Linked DNA regions of Zea mays: region 1 is linked to region 2. Evidence: chromatin contacts called from public Hi-C data. All regions are on one chromosome and are shown on one strand. Each heading gives the region's core, a stretch centred on a gene start, on an enhancer-like site or on the middle of the called end of the contact. The rest is flanking DNA. Distances are from core to core; before and after follow the strand shown. Region 1 holds the start of LOC100216621. Region 2 holds the start of LOC100280234.

Region 1 (3,542 bases), core at 933-3,432, 160 kb after region 2:
CTCGTTCCAAAATAATTGCAGGTCTGGTTATGTACATACACAAATACTTGTCCATGTCCATAGCTAGAAGTACAAATATTTTGGAACAGAGGTGGTAAAAAGAATGCTCCTGCACAACATATAACATACCATGAAGATGGTAGTGAAGCGTGTTGTTGGGCACAAAATCATAGACAAGCAATCTCTGCTCATCTGAAATGCAATACCCTACAAGAGATACTAGATGGCGATGATGCACACGACTGATAATATCCACCTCAGCATGGAACTCGCGTTCCCCCTGCCCACCACCATCTTTCAGTTTCTTAACCGCAAACTCTCCATCAGCCAAGCAACCCTTATACACTGACCCGAACCCACCTTCCCCAAGCAGGTTCTGTGCAGAGAAACCATTTGTGACCTGATACAATTCTTCATAAGTGAAGAACCGACAATTGCCCATGCTGAACTCTGGCATTGAATCTTTTGATTCAGGACTCCCAGCACTGAAATTCGTTTTAGCTGAATACCCCAAACAAGAAATGAGTTTTTGTTCAGTTCATCACTCAGGTACATATAAAGAATAACCTTATCTTCCCAGGCATGTAATTGCTGCATATGCACAGGATCAAATTACCTAGCACTTGTGTAGTAGTCGAGGCAGGCGAAGGCATTAAGAAGCCAGCATGGTATCCATGAACTCTCCTCCGTTTCTTCCTGTACCAAAATGCAGCTCCAACGAAGCTAATAAGCACAAGAATGGCAACGACTGCACCAATGCCTGCCTTTGCACCTGAAGACATTCCGCCACTGTCTACTGGGGAGCCGCTGCTCTGTGAGGCTGGACTAGACGACTTGTTTGAACCCCCAGTCGTTACCGGGCGAACTGGATCGGCTGCCATTGCTGGGGCTGGCACCGATGGAGTGCTACCAGAGCCTGGCGTTGTCGTCCCTGGAGGTGAGGGGCTAGAGGGAGTGGGGATCAAAGGATCTGCGGATGTCGGTGAGGGACTGCTCGTAGAGGGTTTGACAGGAATTCCAGAAGGTGGTGGTGCCAGGGGTGGAGGTTCTGTCTGAGGCGTTCTTGGTGGCCGGCGCCGTGGTGGAGGTGGCTGCGCTAATGTCGGCGGCGTTGGGTCAGCCGGCGGGTTGGGCGTTGGCAGAATGGTTGGGGGTGGCGACGCGGCCGCAGGGGGCCTTATATGTATAGGCGACGCCTTTGGCGGGGCAGCAGGTGTAGGTGGTGGGGGCACTGCAACCGGCGCCGGCGGCGAGGGTGGGGGCACTACGGCTGCTGGGGCGGGTGGCGGAGAGGCAACAAGTGGCGGTGGTGGCACGGCGTCTGGAGGAGGCGGAGGCAAGGAGGGCGGTGGAGAAGTGAGCTGTGGCGGTGGCGTGGATGCGGAGGGGACGGGGGGAGGCGCGACCGGCGACGAGGGAGGGTCGGCCGGGGTAGCATTGGGCTGCGTCACCGGGGCCGGGGAGGCCGGCGTGGGCGTGGTGGTTGCCGGTGACGGGGTTGCGCTGGAAGGCGGCAAGGGGGCCCTGATGGTGCCCGGGGAAGGCGAAGGTGAGGACGCCATTGGAGCCCAGCAGCAGGCTAGAAAGCACTACAGTGCCGGCTGTGACAGCTGAGCTGCTGCCTTGTTGGTGGGATTGGAGGAGAGAACCATGGCACACGCTGCAATCCAAGGGAGGATCGACCTGCCAACCCCGCGGATTCGCGCTTCAACCAATCGAAATTCCTCTTGGGCCTTTGGCGGTGAAGAAGAACGCGGAGGAGGTGAAAACTCACCTCCAGCAACACGCGCAGCACTGCATTCGCAAACAAAGATAGCCTCTCTTCAACACCAAAACCTGCTGGATGGAAAGAATTCAAACCATCTAGAAACTGAGCCAAGATCCCGACCTTGTTCCACGCGGATTCTGCTGCGAAGGAGAGGCTGCAAAGGAATGACGGAATTCCGAAAGAACAAGAGAATCTTGGGGAGGCCGGCCGGGAGCCCGGGACCAAGTCACCAAGATTAGCTTCAAGGCGGCGGACGCAGTGTGTCTGTCAGTCAGATCCAGTAGTAACGCGGCAGCATTGAAGGCAAAAGGAGGAGATAACCACAGGAACAGCGGGGAGAGCAGCAAACGAACAAGAAGGCAAGAAGGACCTCGCTCTCATGTCTCTCCCTTCTTTTTTTCCTGTCTTCGCCTCCTGCCCTGCTCAGCCCGAAATCCGACGCATGTGACTCTGGTGTTACTAGGATGGCAACGGCGTATCCATATCTATTAAAAAAAATCTAACTCATATATGTTCGCGGATATAAGATCTTACTCATACTCGTACCCGCACGGTCAATTTTACCTTGTCGATTAACCGTACCCACAGAAAAGTCTTAAATTCAGATATATCAATCCCTCAAAATATTAAATAAACATACAAAAACAAGTTCAACTTCACATAGAAAAATCATATGTTTACACAACTTGTTAGCTAGAGAAGAGTTTTATTTTAGCTAAGATAGGTTATATTAGATAGTTATAGTGATATTGATGCGGATAAATTTTATCCATGGGTAGACGGTTATAGGTAGTACCAACTCGTACCCGTACCCGTATACCAATGGCTATAGGTTCTTGCTCATTAATATACCTGCGGGTAGAGAAATCATTCCTTACCCACATTTATATCGGGTGAAACCCGTCGGGGTAGTCGGGTTCCAGGTACCATTGTCATCTCTAGGTTTTACCTTTCTTGCGTCCCGTCAGGGTGGGAATTTCAGATTTCCACCGGGTCTTGACTGGGCGAAGGTCTAACTACTCCTTTGGCAGGTGTTAGCTTCTTTGAAAACAGTTCCGGCTCATACTCTTCTAGCTCGTTGGCTTCTCTGAAGGAGGCGAAACTGTTTTACAATTCGCTTGTCAAAACAGTTTCTCCCGTGTTTTTTCGAATGGCGTATTAAGGAGAACGCAGGAGCCGGTCGTATTAAGGAGAACGTAGGAGCCGGTAGAAGCCATATTTTTTATGCTCTGGCTCCTAGCAATAAAACGGCTCTGGCTCTCGAATGGCTCGACGAGAAGCCATTTTTTGACCGTTTGGTAGAGCTTCACGATGACCCGAACTGGAGCCGCTTGAAAGAGTCGTGCCAAAGGGGCCTAAGTTATAGGTATACATTTGTGTTGTACCTAATAGGCCGGTCCAAAGCATACAATTTCGGGCACGACCTAAGCCTGACATGTTCCAATCTATTTTTGGGCCTAGGTCGTCACGACCCAATCTATGAGCCGTGCCTGGGCCTCTATTTAAGTCCACGAGTCAGCCTAGCACAACCCATTTAACTAAGGCCCATCAAATCCCACTAAACATAGACTTAGTATTAACTAAGGTTTATCAAAGCCCACGGGACCAGCACAGCTTGGATAATCCAAAGCTTCAACTGGCCTTCGTGAGTAGTACCTAGATGGGGGATAGTGATGATGATCATTGTATATACATTTCGAATGGGTGTATAGTACTCGACTAAACACTGAACAGAAAACTGAATATTATTATTGAGCCAATTGTACTCTTTTTT
Region 2 (3,263 bases), core at 684-3,183:
TCATAACTCCTGCCAGCACTTTTTTTTTAAAAAAAAACATTCACCTTGAAACATGTCTTGATAGGGCATGTATTTCAACTTGTCGATGTTGTCACACTTTTCTAAAAATTTGGTCAAAGTTAGATAAGTTTGACTTAGGACAAAGCTAAAGTGAACTATAATAGTTTAGACTAGAGGGAGTGTAGGTTTAAAAAAAAGTTCAACAAAATTGTTCACTCAAAATCCTAGACTCAGGTATCAGCAGGATCTTACAAGTAGGAATACATGTAAACCCCACATTTTGGATGTTTTTGTTTTTCGATTACAAGGACTGCACACGAGCACACACACCACCACATTGCGCAATCCCAAGGTTACAAACCCACAATTGTGCCTCCAATCACATAGATTTCAGATAGTTGGTAACTCTATGCATCAAAACATGAGATGAGATTCAGTACTAGACTGTAAGTGAATGGTACCAGCAAAATCATCGCAACTTACTAGACAAGGCAATGACTCAGAATAGGCGTTTGGATTACACAGAGATGAAAACCATGCGATGACATAATATATTATTAAAACATTCAACTCACCTTCACTTTCTTGACAAATCTGAGGGTTTCTTCGAATGTCAGCTGCTCTGGTTTCGATGTCAAGGCACCAAAAACCACCATCATTCTAGAATCTGCCCTGAACATCTCATTTGCTCTTGGCATTTTACCTCCCCTGCCTCTGAGATCTGAGCTGCAAAAGACGAAGAAATTACCATCATTAAAGGCATGTTACCACATCTTTCTCAGAAAATAAGCAGTCTCAACTAAGACCAACAAACAACTACATTACAATTTGCTTCTGAACTGTGTAAATAGAAAATCAGAACAGCAGCAGCTACCAGGAAGTGCCATTAGGCTTGTAACGAACGTTTTTTAATGTGATTGGCCAGAGCTAACAGATTAGAGTGGAATTTCAGTACATGCCAACCACAACACCAAACACAATAACAAAAGCACCAACCACGCCTGTTTTCCATTATGATGTAAAGGCAATCATTTCCATTTTTCAAAAATAAAAAAGTATTCCCCAAACAGAAAAAATGAAGCTCAGGCAAAACGTGTGAAGCAAGACATTTCGTTAGGATGAACCAATCAACTGACTGACAGAGCGTAGTGCCAAACAAGTGTTGGAAAAAAAACTCCAGCCAATAGCAGCCTTGAACATCTCAAGGAACAATTCAAAAGACTGAATGGTATAGCACGAGTTCAATAATCTGGAAGCAAGACGGATTTTGAACTAGAACGAATTGCAACCGATAATGGCGTATCGAGGAATGTCGAAACTAAAGAGCAGCAGCACACGCACTGAATCAATTCACGATAACAATGATGGCAACACTCTGTTGCCACTGCGGAAGAACAGTCGTGGCATCGAAAGGCATTGGGATACGATTCAGAAGGCGCAGGTTATATATCCCCAAACGGACCACAATCACAATTCACAACTGGATAAGGAAAAAAAACAGCCTTCGCACAACAGCTGGCAGACAGCTTGAACCAAATACTGAGACTACCTCACGAAACTAGAAGCCAAATGCAAACAACTGACAGATACCTTGAGCCAAGCACAAGGAAATGACAGTGCGTCAAGAAGCGCTACTCGAATCTGCGGGGCAGCAGCCCGCCAGCTCGCAACAGCAACAACTAGAATTCCCGTATTTAAGGATGGACAGGCAAAGATGGGGCGCAAGACAAAGGAAACAGCGCACCTGTTAGCAATCGATGGAGGTAATTAGGGTTCTGCGCTCGGCTCCCCTCCCCTCCCCTCCTCCTCCAATCTCAAGCTTGGAATATTCGAACGGCGGTGGAGTGGTGTTGTGTTGGTGGTGTCGAGAGGAGGAGGAGGAGGGGAAAGGCGAAAGCGGACGCGGAGGACGAAGCGTTGCGGCCGGCATCCTTCGACCCAGCGCACGTACAAAAAAGCGATTTTAGTCCATGACATGTAGACCCCTAGGTCGTGGGTCGGTGCTTGAGGCCACATGTCAGTGAAACTAAAAGCAGGAAAGTGGATATGAGATGGTGTGTGCGTGTTATTATGATTCTTATGATTATGAGATACGGTAGTCAACGAAAAGTTGGGGACAGGTCACTTGGATCATGGGCCTGGTAGCTCCACGACATTCGTGACAGGGACACGTACATCCCGGCCCAAGCTCAGAACGGGATGAGATTCGATGGCCCATAGTTTTGCTTAGTCGTGTTCCTTTGTTGCGCGGCCCGCGTGATCCAATAGACGGGATGGAAACACGGCCCATATATTCATAGAGACACTATAAGGGTGTCGCTATAATTTTTGTGCCGGTTAATTTTAAATTTTAAACAAGTTTATAATTATTTTTTAAAAAAGTAAAATAATATTTGTTATGCGACATTCGGGGACTACAGTCACTCCAGCTGTCAGCTAGGCCAGTCGTGATGACTTGGCAGGCACGGAGTTGCAAGACTCGCGGAGAGAGCGGAACAGGCTAGATTTTGGCTGACCAGAACTACAGAAGGGACATGTGTTGAACTATCAGAGAAGGTTTGATATGAGAGACTATTTTCAAAACATGTCCTAGAGGGATGAAAGTGGTAATCCGAACTATTAGAACAAATTTAATATTTTAAAATAGATATGCATAAAATTTAATGTTGATCTTTTCTTATGTTATTAAGCACATTAGTACACATATGAATAAAATATTACACAAATTGTTTTATGTATTATTTGCTCCCTACAACACGAAACGTTGAAAAAATTACCAAATTTATTTCCGAATCCATACCGAAGTTTATATCTATTATTTGAGAAAATATAGGATGAATTTGAGATTTACCTTTTATGAATCTTTATAAGCTGGATGTTAAAAACAAGAATACAAATTTGTATTGTAGATTATATATCCTATTTATTCGTAATCAAAGAAAAACGACTAAAAAACTGATTACCGAATAAATATCGTTTCCGACCGTTTTCATCCCTATCCCTAGTAGAACGCTCGCGTCCTCTCTGTCCTGCTGCTAAGCATCGTGTCCTTTTTTTAAAAGAAAAGAAGAGTATTACATATGCTTCACAAATTTACCGATCAACATAACCATCCACGTTGTGCATCAGGCTTCTATTTATTCATTTTCTCATTATTTAACTGTTGAAATGATCAAAGAAGATGCATGTCATTCATTCAATACCACTATTTTAACAATCAATTCATCGTTAGGAATTTTAAGTCATGAAATAGAAGAATGACG

The links. Hi-C and Micro-C count contacts between places; a contact is called where the count stands out from the background.
Region 1: a contact with region 2 is called in a Hi-C map of endosperm, with 2.5 times the contacts expected there. The contact joins the promoter of LOC100216621 here to the promoter of LOC100280234 in region 2. A contact is called at or near these places in 3 of 25 Hi-C or Micro-C datasets (endosperm and leaf).

What each region holds. Positions count from the first base shown.
Region 1 is chr3:29,127,902-29,131,443 of Zm-B73-REFERENCE-NAM-5.0, forward strand. LOC100216621 reads right to left here and starts at 2,183. Exons shown (of 9, transcript NM_001317366.1): 1 at 1,889-2,183; 2 at 617-1,794; 3 at 130-501. The coding sequence starts at 1,562.
Region 2 is chr3:28,968,452-28,971,714 of Zm-B73-REFERENCE-NAM-5.0, forward strand. It overlaps LOC100280234, which reads right to left and starts at 1,934. Exons shown (of 4, transcript NM_001320536.2): 1 at 1,745-1,934; 2 at 576-721. The coding sequence starts at 698.